Regions from separate parts of the Mus musculus genome. Here regions 1, 2, 3, 5 and 6 are each linked to region 4. The links are chromatin contacts, called in public Hi-C, HiCAR-type, HiChIP or PLAC-seq and promoter capture Hi-C maps. All regions are on one chromosome and are shown on one strand. Each heading gives the region's core, a stretch centred on a gene start, on an enhancer-like site or on the middle of the called end of the contact. The rest is flanking DNA. Distances are from core to core; before and after follow the strand shown.

Region 1 (3,087 bases), core at 524-3,023, 390 kb after region 4:
GGACCTCACCTAAAAGCACAAACATCTGCTTATATACCTCATGGATTAAAGATCTGAATAATTATGGAAAGTAACCAACAATTTGGAACTACTATTCTGATTTAAAAGAAAAAAGACTTGAGAAGTTAGAATGTTCTAAGGTCAGGTGTGGTGGTGCACACCTTTAATCCCAGCACCAAGAGGCAGAGGCAGGCAAATCTGTGTTTGAGGTCAGCCTGGTCTACAGAGCAAGAGTTACATGACAGTCAGGGCTACTGAAACCCTGTCTAGAAAAACAAAAAGAATGTACCAAGGAGTGAATTCAGCAGGGCGTAAACTCAAGCTTTGGGTTTGAAGCACTGGCAACACGGCTGCTAAACGAAATGAGGAACAGAGAAAGGGGTGGCGGCAGGTAGAGCAAGCTAAAGGAAAGTCTGGGTTTAAGTTCCTGCTGCAACACTAAATGTTCTCAGTCACTTACTTACCATCTATCTTGCTAGACAAAGTTGAGGAACTCCAAAAGCACTGTGTAGCTTTTAAGTTTGGGGAGAATTTCTTAGGGTCTACAGACTTTATGCACGTAGAAACTGCAATACTTACTCGGCCTCTGAAGCTGTAGTTAGCTGCTCTAATACAGCATCTGGAAGCAGCTTTCTTTTCTTTGGGGATAAAGACATTTGATGACAAGTTAAAGTGAGGTACAGGTATGCCTGGAGATAACTTCTAACGTTACTCATTTCGAACAGTCCTGAATTCGGGCCAATCTGTGAATACGTCCCTGCTGCCTCTAAACCGACAACATTAAGACTGGATTTAGAAAGCCCAATACAGGCCGGACATGGTGGCGCACGCCTTTAATCCCAGCACTCAGGAGGCAGAGGCAGGCGGATTTCTGAGTTCGAGGCCAGCCTGGTCTACAAAGTGAGTTCCAGGACAGCCAGGGCTATACAGAGAAACCCTGTCTCGGAAGAAAAAAAAAAAAAAAAAAAAAAAAAAGAAAAGAAAAGAAAGCCCAATACATTCCCTGTCATTTTACCCAAAGTAGCTCAACGTTCAAGTATCCCGGCTACTAACTGAAAGGTATTTAGGTATGGCCACTCGAAATCAGATCTCTGGGGTGCGAAAAAAGAAATCATTAGCTCCAGCCTAGAATTTTAAAAACTCAAGCAAACCTCACCACCTCTGGAAGCCTGTAAGACCTACTGTCAGGGATAGATGAGTGTCAGTGCTTCCACGCCTACTTTGAATTACGGCAGACTCCAAGAAACGCCAATGGCCCTTGCACCTCTCCAGTACCCTATCCTTTAAGGAGCTTTTAGCAAGGGAACTCTAGCCCCGGCCGAGTTTACATAAGCGACAAGTCCCGCGTCCAACCTTCTGTTCGATGAACAGCTCCTCGCGCCGTTTCCTCTTCTCCTTCAACAGCGTTTTATCCCTGGAAGGAAAGGAGTCGGGTCAGCGCCGGCCGAGCCTGGGGAGTCCCGAGGCGCCAACATTCCCGGGCGCTGCACCTGCGAGCACTCGCGCGCACGCGCAGCTCCTCCTCCCGGGCTTCCGCCTGGGCGCTGGCGAAAGTCAGCTCCTCCGGGGCTTCGTCGTCCGCGTCCTCCTCCTCGTCCAGGGGCTCGGCGGCCGCGCCACTGCTAGGCTGCGCGAGCAGCAGGCCGTGCTCCGCCTCCTCCTCCTCCGAGGCCGCCTGGTCCTCGTCCACCATCGCCTCAGCCGGCGCGGGAATACGCGACAAGCGGGGCCGGAGCTGCACCATGGCAAACGGAAAGGCGGCTGTCTGACCCTTGACCCGGAAGCAGCCGTGCGCGGTGCGCGCTCTCTACGCCCTCTGCTGGTTCGGAGGCCGCGAAACGTGCTGAGGCGCGTGCGCGGGAGGGCGGGGCTTTTCATGGCTGAGACGGGGGGGGGGGGTAAGAGGGCGTGGTTTCGTGCTGCTAGGTGTCGCCGCCTTTTTTTTTTTTTTTTTTTTTTTTTCTCCCCCAGGTTGCTTAGATCTATGGAACAGAGGCAAGGGTATAATAAATAACGAAATAAATGACCATCGTTGCTTGTGAGATGCATCCCTGTATGTATTGTGTACGACCCACCCCCATCACCACCCCCACCCCCTCCAACCCTTGCAATCCTCTGCCCATATATTTTTTGGGAATACATGGCCCACGTGATGTCTTTTACCAGCTATACAGTAGGAAATGATTCTTCATTCCCTAATCTATCCGTGCACTTGGATGAGCTGTCCTCTCTGATATGTGTTCCCCTACGCAGAACGGTTGACTTTCAACGTCCCACCCAGAGACCATGGCATGTTTAGTTACACTATTCTCTAAATACTCAAGTCACCTGGCTGTTGCTTCTACCATTCTAAAGTCATTGATTTCTAATGTCACACTATATGTTCGACAAATGGTTAGTTAACATATATACTTCCTACTTCTAAACCTTATCCCCCCCCCCCTCTTGTTTAGAAGCAGTTTCCAATTTAAAAAGAACAAATAAGTGTGGATAAAAAGATCAAAACAAGGCCTGTAGGTGGTGGTGCATGCCTTTCATCCTAGTGGTGCGGGGCAGAGGCAGGAGGAACTCTTGTGAGTCTAGGCCAGCCTGGTCTATGGAGTGAGTTCCAGGAAAGCCAAGGCTACACAGAGAAACCCTGTCTCAGAAACAAAACAAAACAAGAACTGCTAGAGACATCGTAGGCAGAGAAGGATGGGGAGGGTGGCTCTGAAACGTCTGGGCTCGGTCAGATAGAAAATACAAATGAAAAACATTCTCTGAGTCCGGCAGAGTAGTGCACGCCTGAAATCCCAGCACTCGGGAAGCCGAAGCAAGAACATCTTAAAGTCTGGGCCAGCCTGAACTAAAGTGAAACCTATTGCAAGAAAACAAATGTTTGCATCAGCAGACCCCTACAGTAACTAGCATTGAGAGAGGTTAAACTGAAGCCCGGTGACAACCTACCAAAAGCATGTGATGGTCCATACGTGTAGATGCCGCATTAAAGTGTCACAGAGGGCAGGAGAGACGGCTCGGCAGTTAAGAGAACTTCAACTTACTGCTTGCTCTTCCAGAGAACCTTAGTTCAGTTTCTAGTACCTATGT
Region 2 (2,854 bases), core at 151-2,650, 300 kb after region 4:
AATGAACAATGGAGTGTCTAGTGTGGGTAATTTAAGATGGAAATTAGGCAGAAGGACTGCTACAACTGGCTAGGCGCTATGTCCATGGGAGTCTTCGATTAAGTCACCATTGACCCATTCGCTTCAAAAACAAAATAACTAGTTCTCTATTAACCAACCATTCCATGCTTATACGGTCCAATCAGAGCCAGCATATCATCTCCGGAAGCTAACACAGCATCGGAATCTGTACCATGTAGATTATGGGAGTGAAGCCTGATTTTTGCCGGGCTAAGGAAAGGGTAGGTTAAACAAAGGGAAGTGCCGAAAACAGACTAGTAATGCTATGTGGGGGTCAGAGAGCAACACTTGGCAAATTGTGCCACACGGGTTGACCAAGCACTCTACTGAGAATTGCAAAGTAGGAAGTCTCCTTTTTTAAAACTCTGCTGACCTCAGTAAATATTTCCATGTTTAAAAAAAAATGGGCATAATTCTCTGCTACCTAACAAAGAGGCCTATGATGAGAATTAATGAGCTTATAAAATGTTTTGACGTCTGTCTCCAGAAGCCCTTCCTAAACGCTCACACAGTTCGCATTCCTGCCCTTTGACGATCTGCCCGTCTTGATTGGTATTCCTAACGTGGCTGTTTCTCCCCCATTAAGTTCACTCGGACTCCTCATAAATTAATTAATTAACGAGAGGGTCACTCATGAAGCGGGAGACTTCGCCTTCAGAAATGGTTTCCAAGGGCCCTTTATTGACCCGCTAGCTAGGCGGTAAGGCGTTAGAAACCCCGGGCTCAGCTCCCGGCGGCGCAGCAGGGCTCGATTGCTCTCGCCTGGGCGCGCTGCGGCCTCCCGGCGGCTGAGGGGGACGGCCCGTCGAGACGCGACGAGGCCGCCGGTCGGCGCAGCTAGGATCCCGCAGCCACCGGAGGCCCGCGGCCGAACCCGCGCCCGCGTCCTCGCCCGCGCCGGCGAGCCCCAGGCCGCGGAGAAGGCCGTCCGCGCGCGCACCAGGCCCGCCCCTCGCGCCGCGGCCCGCCTCCTCGCCTGGCGCCGCCCGCGCGCAGCGTCTCGCGCCGCCCGCCCGCTCGCTCGCCCGCCGGGAAACAGCCGCGAGAGCAGCGGCCGCCGCGGCCGCTCGCACCTCCTCGCAGTCTCTCTTCCCCGCTTCACCGCGTCGCCCAGGGCCGCGCGCCCTTCCGCCCGCTCCCCTCGCTGTCCCACCGCATCGCTCCCGGTCGCGTGCCCGCCAGCGCCTGGCCAACGCTCCCTCGCGCCCGCCCGCGGTCGGTCTCCTCAACCGCCGCGCTCCGCCGGGCCGCGCGGCCCGCCGCCTGCTTCCGGGGCGGGCGGACTCTGGGCGCCTGGTGCCGGCGGCCGCAGCGACAGCGCCCCCGGGAAGCGCAGGAGGAAGCAGGGACGAGTGGAGGTGCCGCAGGCTGAGTCGCGGCCGGGATGTCCGGGCAGCCGCCGCCACCGCCGCCGCAACAGCAGCCGCCGCCGCCGCCGCCCGCCGCCGGGGCCCCGGGCTCCGGAGTCGCCCTGCCCGCGGCCGCGGCCGCCAGCGCCGGCTCCTCCCCGGCCGGCTCGCCCGGTGGAGGCTTGGGGGCCGCAGCGGCCGCCCTGCTGCTCCACCCGCCGCCGCCGCCGCCGCCTCCCCCGGCCACCGCCGCGCCGCCGCCCCCCGCCTCGGCGGCCGCCCCCGCCACCGCGCCGCCCGGCCTGGCGGTGGGCCCCGGCCCGGCCGCAGGCGTCCCGGTCCCGGGCCTGGCGGCGGGCAGCAGCGCCGCTGCCCCTTTCCCGCACGGCGACTCGGCCCTCAACGAGCAGGAGAAGGAGCTGCAGAGGCGGCTGAAGCGCCTCTACCCGGCTGTGGATGAGCAGGAGACGCCGCTGCCCCGGTCCTGGAGCCCGAAGGACAAGTTCAGCTACATCGGCCTCTCGCAGAACAACCTGCGGGTGCACTACAAAGGTACGGGGCGCGGGGTCCGGCGGAGAGATCGGACGGTGCGGGGCGAGGCTCTGGGCGAGGGAAGGTGAGAGTGGGGTCCCAGGTGGGAAGGAGCTGGGATCCCTAGGCCCGGAGCTGGACGCTTTGAGGGAATCCGGGATGACCAGACACATCGCACCTTCTGATTTCCTGGAGATAAATCTATGGGCCGGAGTTGGGTTACATTGTTCTCCAGGTGGAGGGTCAGGCCATCTCCTCTTACGCAGCAGGGGTGAGAGGCACGATTCCGAGGTACAGTTTCTAATTAAGGGAGAACAGAGATCCACAGGAGGGGGAGGGAGGCGTGATCAGTGGAGGATTTGTCCCAAATTAGGCCAGAGATTGTCTAGGGGGACAAAAGGACAAGGGGCCCAAGTTGGCCATCATTGCACCTTACTGAAAGCAACTGGGAGAGGAACCTCAGGATTCCCTGTTTTCTTCGGGGAGCAGACCCCCCCCCCCTCCGGATTGGAAATGCCCCGTGTTTCCGGGTTGGTGTTACATGAAGTTTTGTTGAAAACAAGGGTTTTAAAACATACCGATTAGCATTTTCAAAAACAAAAAACAAAAAAAAAAAAACCAAAACTGGCTTATATTTTGCACCTGCAGTTAACAAAGTTAACCACCTTAGGCTGCTGCTTTCTCCCATCCCCACTTTTTCCTAGGTTAAAACAAAGCTTTAAGCAAACTGGTTGTATAGAAGATTATAAATGCCAGTAAGGGGTTTTTGAAATGTAGCTCAGATTAATGGCATACGTCAAGTTTAGCTGTGTGGAAGGGGCAAAGAAAAAAATGCAGTGGTATCAGTTTGAACACAGTCGGTGTTTTAGGCCCTAAATCTAAAGCAGAGGATTTTACATTCTAAGCAGGCTCAT
Region 3 (2,912 bases), core at 297-2,796, 510 kb before region 4:
GCTTCCCACAGGATAGCATTAACTCTGAAAGATGCCGTGTTCCCAGTTAGGAATTGGAATCAGGCTTCTACTGGGCATTTGTACTGCTCCCCTTCTGAACTTACCAAGGTGCTCACCAAGGAAGCAGAAAACCCCCACACGTGACACCACCTATTTCCCTAGTCAGATGCAATCTTGCTTCTGGCAGAAACAGAATGTGGCTTCGGCTCTATGTGTTCACCTGATTGCCATTAACAGGTTGCTTAGTCATATATATGACACAGCAAAGCCGTATTAGCTACTTGACTGGCTGGTCACTATGACCAAGTTCCTGACCAGAAGCAATCCATGGCAGGAAGAGTTGCTTTTAGTCCATTGTTTGAGAACTTCTTGACTATCAGGGCAGGAAAGCACAGTGGTGGGTGGCTCTGTGATAACAGAAGCAAGTAGCCAGGACGCCTTACATCTGAGTGGAAGAAGAGGTCTGAATGGTGGACTGTAGCATGCAGTTTTTGCTACCCTGCTTTAAGCCCCAGGCAGACCACTCTACTGGCTCCACCCAGGTTCTTTCAGATCTGTGGATGAAACACAGACACAGACACACACAGACACACACAGACACACACAGACACACACAGACACACAATTGCTCAGTTAACTTTAGTCCCAGCTCAGCATCCTAAATCTGCCCTCAGCTTAGTAATGTTTCTAACCTCCTCCCTGGAGAAGCAGCCTACAGTCTCTGTGTCACCTTTTCTCCTTCTGAAGCATAGCCAAATTCTCCCTTCCTCCCCAGTGACTCTTAACCTGCCTCTGGGGACCCAGAAGTCCTGCCTCTTTCCTTCTGCCCAGCAATTAGCCCCGAGCATCTTTATTGATCATTCACGAACCAATTGGGGAATAGGATCTTAACATCAGAACCACCCTCTACAGTGGAACTTGGCTGGCTTTCTCCTTTTTCCCTTTTCTTGTCTTGGGATTCCAGCCAACGGCATGGTGTTGCCCAGCTTAGGGTGGGCCTTCCTTCCTCAGTTAGATCTTTCTGGAAACGTCCTCATTGACATGACCAAAGATGTACCCCCTCGGTGATGTCAACTTAGTCAAGGTGGCAGTCGGAACGCACCATTCCAGACTGCAACTGAGCACTTGCTGGAAGCCATTGCAAATGAGTCTCTGATCATGCACAGAAACCTGTCTTGCATGAAGCTGTGTGTGCCCCGTATGTGCTCGTTTCTTATGTATGCAGGACATTGACTGGCAACAGAAAGCCAGCGTTGTAGCCCTGTTGAGACCAGAATCCTAGTTCTATAAATCCCCGAGGGGTCCTCCACTGAGATTTAATTTAATTTTTAAGTCTTGGCAAATGGGATGCTGTATGTTTGGGTAGACTCGCATCGTTTAAAAGGTTCTTGCAGTTTAGATCTTGCGTGTAATTTGTTACATTAGCTCTGGGCAAAAATATTTGCTTTTTGGTCCTTTGTGGTTTGGGTTCCTCCTCAATACTGACCTGGCATGCTAGAGAAGGCAGAGCTGTGGAAACGAGCCATGGGGAAGGGGAGGGAGGTGTCGGCGAGCCCGTGCAGTAAAGCTTGTTGCTAATGGCAGCTTGGTAGACTGTAGGAGCGGGCACGTGATTTTCCTGGCTCGCTTGACAGTTCTTGTGTATTTTGGATCTTACCCTGTTGAGAGCAGGAAACCGAAGCAGCTTGGATGAGGCCCTTTAAACTCAAATGGAAGTTGGGAAAATGTTCCTCCCAATACATTAGATTAAGTGAGAGTGGGGATTTTGTTGTTGTTTAAAGTGAAATTCACCCTGTTTTTATGAGTCCTGACAATATAAAGGTTGGCTGTCTTTAACATGAACAGACCCACAATGAGTTATTCTAATTGAGAATTTGGCTATCTTCTTGGATTCTAAACCTGTGAGCACTGGGTAATATTCCACCACTAAGGGCTTACTCCTATATCTGTGGAGACAAGAATGAGGCAGATACCATGCCCCATTTTATTAGAGCAATTACAGAAAAAAAAATCCAGTCCTTCTCCATCATTCATAGTCCAATAATGGAAAATTCTAGAAAGAACTAAAAAAATTTTTTTTTTATTTCACATTGATAGGGATCATATTCTGGGTCTAGTGAATGCCAGGCATTCAACCCCAGATCTATACCCCCCAGGATCAACTTGTAAGCTTTTTCTCCTCTCCTCTCCTCTCCTCTCCTCTCCTCTCCTCTCCTCTCCTCTCCTCTCCTCTCCTCTCCTCTCCTCTCCTCTCCTCTCCTCTCCTCTCCTCCCCTCCCCTCCCCTCCCCTCCCCTCCTCTCCCCTCCCCTTTCCTCCTCTCCTCCTTTTCTTCTTCCTCCTCCTCCTTCTCTCTCTTTCTCTCTCTCCCTCTCTCTTTCTTTTTCTCTTTGAGACAGGGTTTCTCTGCGTTGCTCTAGCTGTCCTGGAACTTGCTCTGTGGAACAGGCTGGCCTTGAACTCAGAGCTTCTCCTGCCTCAGCCTCTCAGTGCTGGGATTAAAGGTATGCACCATGCCCGGCTCAATTCATCAGCTTTGTATTGTGCATTTATTGAGCAGCATAACAAAAATCCCACGTGTCCTGCCTGAGACAGGAAGTCTCCTTTGCTCAGTGTACCCTCTCTGTGTGAGCTTCCTGCCTGATTGCCATTGGGTAGCTGCCTCTGTTCTCACATTCACACTCTAGGTGCTGCAGAGCCTGAGCTCAAATGAGTCTTATTTTACTTAATAATGTTCCCAGAGCACAAGCTAGGGATGTCGGTAATTCAGATATGTCAGCGTTTCCTTCAAGAGAAACTGAAAGTACAGGAAAATAGTTTGAGAAAGATGAGGTCACTGAGACCCAAGGTCACATTGGATGCATGTGACAAATGTAACGTTTCTTCCTGTGGTGATTCTTGCAGGGGTATCTG
Region 4 (2,701 bases), core at 167-2,666:
ATTTCAAACCTTCGGACTTTGTGTGTGTTGGGCAAGCCTTGCACCGCTGAGCTGCCACCCTCCTTCCCCCCAGGCCAGACAAGTGGCTAAAGTGGGTAAACACACCACCACACACATACACATACACACACACACTTCCCATTCTGCCTCGCACGTTTAAACTTCTCATAACATCATTCTTTGTGGGAAGAAGGCAGTCCCGTGTTTCTTGAAAACTGAGAGCATACAGAGGCTTCCTCCTCAGAGCCACCCCCGGGGGGGATTTAATTCATGTTGCCTTCAGATGGAGGTGGCCTCTCTCAGAACCTCGCTGAAAGCCGAGGTGCAAAGGAACCTCGCTGAAAGCCGAGGTGCAAAGGCCGGCTCTATTAAATTACAGCAGCTGGGCTTTAAAATACCAGAGGAATTACAATGTTGGAGTCTGAGGGCTCTCACTGAAAGGAAACCTTTCAAATGTCTTGCTGCGTGCAACTCAATTTCCCACCACAGAAGCAGAGATGCGGTCTCTCCTGTTTGGGCCTCGGGCTCCAGCACATTTCTAAGGAAATCTTCATTCTTGGCCAGACCCGACCCCTCAGAGGCTTCCATGAAGAAGCAAGGTGGCAGACGAGCCAATAGCGAGCCTTAGCTGAAAAGAGATGATCGCTCCTAACTACCTCTTGTGGCCAGCCTAAGCCACCTGAGACCCTCTTTGAGATGGTGCCATGGTCACAAGGCACAAGAAATCAGGAGTCTAGGGACATGCTCCCGGTCCCATGCCCAAATCTAGGCCCATGTTGCTTTCACTGCAGCTCTCTGGCTGCACCCACAGGTGCCCTGTAACATGGATCCAATCCCTTGGAAACCTCTGGTGGGATCATTCACGCCAAGCCGCTTTTGATCATGATCTGTATCCTAACATAAGGGAGCGTGGGCCATGGATGCGGATGAAGGGAGGTGGGAGAAAATGGGGTATCAGAATGGTTGGAGTGCCCAATCCAGGGCCCCTGGAGACCCGGTCTCTCACGTGCCTGTTTCCACTGTCCCTGCAAGGGACCGCGCAAACCCCAGTGGAGCTTACCTTGGCCCAGGACACTGCATAGGAGAGCTGCGGGTCCCAGGGCGCTGTGCAAGGCAAGTCGGCGGTCTCGGAGCAAGCCACCGTCACCTCCCGCATCGCCATCGCGGGTGCCAGGCTGCAGGCTACAAGAGAGAGGGGGGAGAAACAGAGCGGCGTAAGCAAGGCCACCGAGGCGGGGTCGCGGGTAGCACCGAGCGATCGGGCTTGGGGGCCGTACCGCAGCCTAGAAACAGGAGCTGGAGGCCTTGCGACATGGCTGGAGCGCTGCGACACTGTCCGGGCCGGCCCCCTGGGCGCGCGCCGTGCTCTTGTACCCGCGCTTGGGACTTCCCCGCGCGCCGGCCCCGGGGACTCCCCAGTCGGAGGAGGCGGGTAGCCTGGTCCCCGCCCCGCGCGCGTCCCCAAGTCCGCGTTGCTGCTGCGGCTGGCCAGCGGCAACAAGCAGCTCCGCGGAACCGCCCCGCGCCCTGAGGCTTCGGAAGCCGCGATGGCACGCGCCACCCCAGCTAGATGACCCTCAAACCCATCGAGTGGGTCATGCAGATTCAGATAGGGTGGGCAGCTTCCTCTGAAACCCAGGGCTGTGGCGACCTGCTACTCTCCAGATTTTGTGATAGGGACAGACACCCTAGGCTTCCTGAGAAGTGGCAAACGCCTGCAGTCCTTGGCTTGCTGCCTTCTTTCGGGTTATCGCTCGGCCTTGTTTACGTTGTTTGAGCAAGGGAGATCTTTTTATACTAAAGCATTAATTACACACATGCTCATAAGTCTTTTAGAAAACAATGTCTAAAAGAATCTTGAGTCCATCTGCTTTGCATCTGCTCCCCAAGGCTCAGGGACCAGGGGGAAGACAGGACAGAAAGATTTTAAGTGCCAGAGATCTGGAAGGAGAACGGTGTCTGCTGGACATGACTCTGAAGTCACAGGAGCAGTGATGATTTTCACATGCTCAAGGCAGGCAACCTTTCAGCATACTGGGGGAAGGGATTCACAATTGCCCACCCCTAACTGGGGAGCTATGGATAGTTGGCGGCTATGGAGGAGGGAGACCACCCTCCCCCCACAGGTCAATCATTCTCCAGTGGACGCCCACATCCAGAAGTGTATGGCCATCTCAAATTAGATTTTTCTTTTAAATAGATCAAATCACCTCTAATTCCCAGAAGCAACCCCACTTAACATTTTGGTGTACTGACTATTCTATGTCTGTACCCTTATACAGCATTCTAATACTGTTCCCTTCCCATTATCTTTTTCATCCTGTGTTAGCTTAGTTTAACAGTTTACGAGCAGTTTCACAATACTAAAAATAGTTTCAGCAACTGCTTGGTGGCTGTGCCATATTCCATTGGGCCACAAATTAGAGCCCATTAGGTAGTGTTGGGCACTTGGATGGCTTTTTTACTTTATTATTTTTTCCTTCAGATATGAAGGCATTTTGTTTTTACCAAGTCCACCCCCCACCTCCCCAACTCCAACTCCTCCCAGATCCCTCCCTCCATCTCCCTCCCAAGTTCATGTTCTCTCTCAATCTCTCATATATATTACATATATACATATATATACACATATGCATATGCAAATATACATATATACATCATATAATCATTATACATCATATATACATCATATGCACGTATA
Region 5 (3,018 bases), core at 204-2,703, 370 kb before region 4:
CGCTCACCTATCAGGATTTGGCCCTGGCTCACACAGTAGAACTCGTTTAAGATCACAGGGAAATGGTTAAGAAATGATTCTACAGTAGCAAGCTATCCTGTGGGTATGACCAGAAGATGCCGTGCTGAGAATCTGAAGAGCTTGACTTCCATTGGACAGGATATCAAGATTCTAAATTTGAAACTTACATTCTCTTGTCTAGAATTTCTGTGTTCCATTCCTTATTCTATAACCAGCCTCTAAGAGACCTCTGTTGGCATCTACCATATAGAGATGCCCAAACCAGGGTGATCTATGACAAGCAGAATGTTGAGAAAGTGATGGTGAACCCCCTTCTAAGCTTAGGCTACAATCATATCATGGCTTTGGTCTTGGCTGGTATGTCTCACTTTGCTTCTTTCTTGGACCATTCTATCCAGGGAACTAAACTTTCAGGTTGTGAGCATCCATCCCTGTGTTAGGTATTGGGTCTACAGACGCTTCAGTTTGGATCCACTTGTGGCACTGTTGAGAGGTGGTAGAACTTTTAGGAGCTTGGGCCCAGTGGAAGGAAGTTATGTTGTTGATGACATACCCTTGAAGAAGATATTGGGATTCTGGCTCCTTCTTTTTCTCTTTGCTTACCAGCTGTCACGAGGTGAGCAGCTTCCTCCAACACACTCTCCACTGTGATTTACAGCCTTACCATAAGTCTCAAGTGTCAGGATCAGGCAGTCAGAGACTGAAACCATGAGCCCAAAGAAACCTTTCCTCCTTTAAATTTTCTTATCTCCTTGCATTTTGTCATAGTAACGCAAAAGTGACTAGTATAATAGAGATGAGAAATACCCCTTCTCTATAAAACAAATTCAGTTGAGACCGGGCAGTGCTGTGAAGCAGATACAATGTAGTTGGAAGATATGGACAAGGCCCCAGGTGGAGCTGACAAGCTGCCTAGCGGATTCAGGAAAGCTACTTTGCTTTAGCTTCAGTTTGCTGAAGATTTGCCTTTTAAACTTTAGGGAGGAAAATAGATTCCTTTGAGGTGACTGGGGAAAAGGGAAAGAGTGGGTCTTCCAGGCAGACAGCTGTGCATATGAGGGAAGGAGATTGGGCTCATTAACAATATAGTGGGAGAAAATAACTTTTTGGAGCTTTCATTTATGGGTCCCACTGAAAACATAAGGAAAGCATGAGAAATGTGTTTTAAATTCTTACAGTTCCTTAAGTTTTAAGTTACGAGTGATCGCTTGAAACTCTTAGACCACTTGAGATCTACACTGTCCAATATGGTAGCCATCAGACACGTGTGGCTGTTCAGTTGATGAACTAGCCCAAATCAAATACGATGGAGTATAAACAACCAAATTTTGAAGACAGACCAAAGAAAAGTAATGTCTCTCATGAGTAACTTTAACACTGAGTTGGGGAGATGACTCAGTAATTTGCTGGCTGTGTAAGCTTTGTCCCCAGTTGTTTTTTCTTTTCTTTTTTTTTTTTTTTAAATCCAGATGTGCTAATACTCCTTGATAATCTCAGTGTTGGGAAAGCAGAGACTCCCAGGGGATCTCTGACCAGCCAGCCTGGATGAATCAAAGAGTCTCAAAAACCAAGATAGATATAATTCTGAAGAAAAACACTCAAGGCTGACCTCTTGCCTACATAAACATGTGCACATGCACGTACATGAACACACACATGCATATCCAAACCTAAGTACATTTTGAAATGCCTTGATGGAAAAGCTCTTAACACTATCATGTGTCAGTGTGGCATTTTTAATATATTAGGTTGCACAGAACGCATCTTTCTGATCAATTTCACCCATTTTCTCTTTTTTTGCAAATGGGCCACTAGGGTGTTTAACGCTCTACCCATGACTGTCCAGTGTGGCTATTTTTGGCTTCCTGCAGCCTAGCACTGGTTAGTTGGCTCTGGCAACATAGAGCAAAAGAGCCACAGGCACCAGTAGCTGTTCCGTCAGATGGATCAAAGGCATGGATGGGAGTGGCAGCCTGTGGGATGCTCTTGCTCACTGAGCTGAGTGGTCCAGGGTGAGGTCTAGGAACAATGTAGCTGGGAGGAGAGGATGTCAAGGTTCAGAATCCAGAGCTGAGTTCCCAGGTGCTGAGCAGCCTCAGACACATAAGCCTAACACAAGCATCTAGATGCCTTGTGGGCAAGAATGTGTCCATCAGGCTGCTTCCTGGACCTGGAACTGTCTCAGTTCAGAACTGTGCAGAGAAGCTCCAGCTTCTGTCTCCCGGCACTTCACGCTTGCCTTTGCTTTTACTTTCCAGGGCTTCCGTTGCCCATGTTCAATTCCAGCCCTAAAATATTAAGTGGAAAATTCCAGAAATAAAGAATCCACAAACTGTAGTAAATTTTATTGCAGTGCATTATCATAATGGTTCTATTTCATTGTTAGTTATTGTAACTCTTGTTATACTTGATTGATAAATCAAAGTTCATCATAAATATGTATATATATGAAATCTCTCTCTCTCTCTGTGTTTGTGTGTGTGTGTAACATTGCTGTTGTGTAGATGTTCTGCTACTCGATTTTCATGATGTTTTTGTTAGAATTAGGGTTTTTTGTTGTTGCTGGTCTTTGGGTTTTTTATTTTGCTTTTGCTTGCTTGTTTGTTTGTTTCATTTTGTTTGTTTGTTTGTTTGTTTGTTAAGGTCTTACTATGTAGGTCAGGTGGTCTAAACTGTATAGCCTCAGTTGACCTTGAACTCATGACAGTCTTTCCACTTCAGTCTAAGAATTAAGATTACAGCCATGAATCACCACAATGGACGGTAATCATAACAATTTATAAATAAAATCAGTGACACTCTGAGTACAGAGGTTGGCTGTTTCCTCCAGAGCTTGCTGTCAAACCATAAATACTTGAGACCTAGATGGCTTCATGGGAAGCAGGGCCCTGCCATCTAGGGCTTTCCCAATGTGTAGAATATAACACCATGGAAAAACACAAACTATCGCGTATCTCAGCACTCATGCGTTAAGCTGGGAGCCCAAGGGACAACAGC
Region 6 (3,020 bases), core at 390-2,889, 300 kb before region 4:
AGGTAACCTCAGAGAGAACACTCCTGCTGGCTGCTGCCTTATACAGAGCTCAGAGATGGCTTAATCACAAGTATTTATGTAAAACTCAAACTTGGTGGGGGGGGGGGGGGGGGAGACCTAGGGAGGTGGGCAAGAAGCAAGGCCAGCTTTCTTTACTAGTTTAAAAATTTCAGAACACACCTTTGCAAGATTGACGCAATCCATTCTGGCTTCCCTTAGTCACATCCTGAACACGTGGCCAAGAAACTGTTTCCTTCTATCACCTTAACAGAGGACTCATGTGACAAGGTAGCCTGTTCCCCCCCCCCCATCCCCCTTCCCGGCCATGACACTAACAACCTGGAGATGATGAAGAAGAAAGTGTGGCGTGTGTAGGAGCTACCCCAAGAGAATCAGTCCCCAGAAGAGACGAGCTAACAAGGTGAGGACATATGACTCACAGCACTGTCTCCTAATTCTAAAGGAAGGGGAGACTGGCACCAGGCCAGGAGACAGAAAAGGCATGGAAGAAAAAACTAATTTGGAGCAGGCGAGATGAGTGTTTTCTGGCTTATTTAAAAACACAGATATAGAATCTGACTGCCAGATGGGACTGCTGAGGGAGCTGGAATGTCAACAATGGAGTCAACCATGCTGAAGCATGAAAGGATCTATTTTGACAGTAGGGAGGCCAAAGCCATGGAGAGAATGATGCTCAGTGGATCGGGTGGGTGCATCTCCAACTCTGTATTTTATTTCCATTTCAATTTCTTGGAGGCAATGGCTGAGGGTATTAGCTTGGCCCTGTATTAAGGGAAAAAGATCACTACTGGTTCCTTCAAACAACTTCAAGGCTAACTGGGAGAATAAGTCAAACAGAGAGCTGATTAACAGATAGACAAGCTTCCAGTGTGAATTTGCTGAGTGTCAATTGTAGGGTGAGCACTGAGGTCACACACCTGGGCTTGAGGAACAGAAGCAGCCCATGCCTCCCTAGAGCCTCCATTGTAACAGTCACTTAAATGTGGGGAGTATGGGGAGATGCGTCATGAAGGGCCTCCGCTCTTCTTGAAAATTCCGTGGCAGATGGGAGAGATCAGCAGGGCAGCTGTGGTGTAATGGGAAACTCATGGGATTGCAAGCTTTATGTTCTCTTAGCAGTCTCCTTGCTCTGTGACCTTTGGCAAGTCCCTGAACCACCTTGAGGATGCTTCGCCACACCCTGCTCTCTTGTCTGCAGAGAGGTGACAAGGGCATTTGCTTTTTTATCATAATGATGCTGTCTCTGTGGGAATGTGAGCTAAGGGGTTGCTGGAGGGAGGATGAACGGTAAGTCATTGTAGTGTAGAGAGCTTTGAGTTTTATGCTGTTGGCCAAATGGAAACAGAGAACCCCACTGTGGGGTAATTCTCAAGAGATAAGAATGCCTCCCGGATACAAGTGTGGGAATACATTAAAGAGACAAAACCAGAAGATATGCTAACAAGAAAAAGCTAGAGGGAAGAATACTGCCTATTCACATCATCATGTGGCAGAGCCTAGAACTCAAGGCTAGCAATACTCCCTGGCTTCTCCGGGAATGTGACATCATGTGCTCTGTGATGTTTATTGCATGGCATTCCAGGAATGAAACACAGAGCCACGTCCAAGGTCAAAAAGCCTAGAAGACAGTCCTTTGTTTAATTCTAACTCTCTCTATAAACAGTGACCTAATGTGATGATGTCTCAGTCTGGTCAGGCATCCCTGACCTCCACACCTCCCTCTCTTTACTCCCTCCTTCTACCCTGAGTCAAACTGTCTGGCCTTTGTCTCACATATGGGCTTTGCAAATGAGCACGAGTGATTCGTGAGCTCAGCTAGCTGGAAAGGAGCAAAAGCATGCCAGCAAAGCAAACACTCCAGCCAAGCCATCATCCTCTGCAGGAGGGGAGTCACCTCCTTTTGTCTCAGGGTGCACTGTTGAAGAAGGGAACACAAGGATGAAGCAAAGGACTCAACTGCGCAGTGGTTGACCAGTTGTCTTGAAGACAGCTTTGCTTTAACCCAGTCCCAGCTATAGAGGTGATTTATGTTTTCTCCTTCATTCTATGGTCTCTGTTTGCTTTCTGCAAGTTCAGGATCTTATGAATGCCATGTGAGGCAGGGGTATGAGTCCATAGTTTGTGGATCCTGGTTTCATCACTCTGTCAGGCTACCATAAAGGTCAAGTTCTATTTCTTTTTATAAGAGATGGCACCTCTGAGGACGCAGAGACGTGAGATGGCCTTGCTGATCATTCACATACAAACTCAGAAGCTGAGCAACTCAGCGGAGTCACATTCGTGGAAGATGAATTCTGACTAGAAACCAGTGATGGACAGACATGAGATAGAGGACAGATGAAAAGTCTTGTTTGAGTGTGATGGGGTGAAAGATATGGGTTAAAATGTCCTCACATATGTTGACTGAGAAGCATCCACCTAGGTTGACAGTCAGGTAATATACTCTGGAAAGTGCCAAGCAGTACATAACCTGTGATCCTCCGGTGCAGTTACTTGCCTGTGCCATGGGGCAAAAGCAGCCAGGGCAGCTGGTGAGTAGGTGGGCATGATTGTGGGCATGATTGTGTTCCCATAAAAGGTGCCTTACAGGATCAGGTGGCAACTGGGTTTTCGTTCTCTAGCCTCATCTAGATCTAGAAGCACACATTCCTCTTGAGTTCTACAATGACACCCCTACCCCCTGCCCATTTAGCTATGATGTCCTGGCAAGGAGGCCAGTTTGACTCTCTGGTACTCTTCTTTTTGCCTCCCTTTCCTTATTCCTTTGTATTCCTTTATTATTCTATGATCCATTGCTCCTTGCACACACACATACACATACATACATACATATCCACATGCACCCACACACACCACACATGCACACATGCACCTGCTGTTGGCACATGTCTATTTGAACAGAGAAATGTCCTAAGGTGAGGCCAGCAGGGATGGTGGTTTTCTTAGCAAATTCCTCCAGTATCAGGGGTGGGAGAGGTTGATGTGGCAGGTGCTGAAAC

The links. Promoter capture Hi-C pulls out the DNA fragments that hold promoters and counts their contacts. A called contact is a pair of places that touch in the nucleus more often than the background predicts. HiCAR-type assays count read pairs that join an accessible place to other places. HiChIP or PLAC-seq counts read pairs in DNA pulled down with a chosen protein or histone mark.
Region 1: an H3K27ac HiChIP or PLAC-seq map of microglia shows a contact between it and region 4, with 7 times the contacts expected there. The contact joins the promoter of Nol7 here to the promoter of Cd83 in region 4. A contact is called at or near these places in 3 of 115 datasets of contacts at active chromatin or transcription factors (memory CD8 T cells, microglia and thymic regulatory T cells).
Region 2: a promoter capture Hi-C map of liver shows a contact between it and region 4, with 3 times the contacts expected there. The contact joins the promoter of Ranbp9 here to the promoter of Cd83 in region 4. A contact is called at or near these places in 2 of 39 promoter capture datasets (hippocampal neurons and liver), 1 of 484 Hi-C or Micro-C datasets (CD4 T cells) and 2 of 115 datasets of contacts at active chromatin or transcription factors (CD8 T cells and bone marrow-derived dendritic cells).
Region 3: a contact with region 4 is called in a promoter capture Hi-C map of stem cell-derived epiblast-like cells, with 5 times the contacts expected there. The contact joins the enhancer-like site here to the promoter of Cd83 in region 4. A contact is called at or near these places in 6 of 39 promoter capture datasets (the C10 cell line, embryonic stem cells, hippocampal neurons and 2 more), 3 of 484 Hi-C or Micro-C datasets (cortical neurons, muscle stem cells and myocytes), 3 of 115 datasets of contacts at active chromatin or transcription factors (neural tube, stem cell-derived neural progenitor cells and thymic regulatory T cells) and 2 of 9 other capture datasets (embryonic stem cells and liver).
Region 5: a contact with region 4 is called in a HiCAR-type map of fibro-adipogenic progenitors, with 6 times the contacts expected there. The contact joins the enhancer-like site here to the promoter of Cd83 in region 4. A contact is called at or near these places in 7 of 39 promoter capture datasets (embryonic stem cells, hippocampal neurons, liver and 2 more) and 2 of 115 datasets of contacts at active chromatin or transcription factors (embryonic stem cells and fibro-adipogenic progenitors).
Region 6: a Hi-C map of Sertoli cells shows a contact between it and region 4, with 2.8 times the contacts expected there. The contact joins the enhancer-like site here to the promoter of Cd83 in region 4. A contact is called at or near these places in 3 of 39 promoter capture datasets (embryonic stem cells, hippocampal neurons and liver), 3 of 484 Hi-C or Micro-C datasets (Sertoli cells and cortical neurons) and 1 of 115 datasets of contacts at active chromatin or transcription factors (CD8 T cells).

The regions. Positions count from the first base shown.
Region 1 is chr13:43,397,062-43,400,148 of GRCm38.p6, reverse strand. Nol7 (nucleolar protein 7) reads right to left here and starts at 1,773. Exons shown (of 8, transcript NM_023554.2): 1 at 1,491-1,773; 2 at 1,354-1,414; 3 at 580-638. The coding sequence starts at 1,744.
Region 2 is chr13:43,479,519-43,482,372 of GRCm38.p6, reverse strand. It overlaps Ranbp9 (RAN binding protein 9), which reads left to right and starts at 1,400. Exons shown (of 14, transcript NM_019930.2): 1 at 1,400-1,961. The coding sequence starts at 1,445.
Region 3 is chr13:44,292,610-44,295,521 of GRCm38.p6, reverse strand. No RefSeq gene overlaps it. Among named protein-coding and RNA genes, the nearest start is that of Gm29676, 34 kb to the right of the region's middle. Within about 2 kb of position 1,546, at least 53 of the 459 cell types and tissues checked have an H3K27ac peak or open chromatin away from gene starts, as enhancers often do. A contact at or near this core is called in hippocampal neurons, where this site is marked.
Region 4 is chr13:43,783,827-43,786,527 of GRCm38.p6, reverse strand. Cd83 (CD83 antigen) reads right to left here and starts at 1,416. Exons shown (of 5, transcript NM_009856.3): 1 at 1,278-1,416; 2 at 1,061-1,182. The coding sequence starts at 1,314.
Region 5 is chr13:44,158,521-44,161,538 of GRCm38.p6, reverse strand. No RefSeq gene overlaps it. Among named protein-coding and RNA genes, the nearest start is that of Gm33684, 9.4 kb to the right of the region's middle. Within about 2 kb of position 1,453, at least 7 of the 459 cell types and tissues checked have an H3K27ac peak or open chromatin away from gene starts, as enhancers often do. A contact at or near this core is called in fibro-adipogenic progenitors, where this site is marked.
Region 6 is chr13:44,084,485-44,087,504 of GRCm38.p6, reverse strand. No RefSeq gene overlaps it. Among named protein-coding and RNA genes, the nearest start is that of Gm33630, 14 kb to the left of the region's middle. Within about 2 kb of position 1,639, at least 37 of the 459 cell types and tissues checked have an H3K27ac peak or open chromatin away from gene starts, as enhancers often do. A contact at or near this core is called in Sertoli cells, cortical neurons and hippocampal neurons, where this site is marked.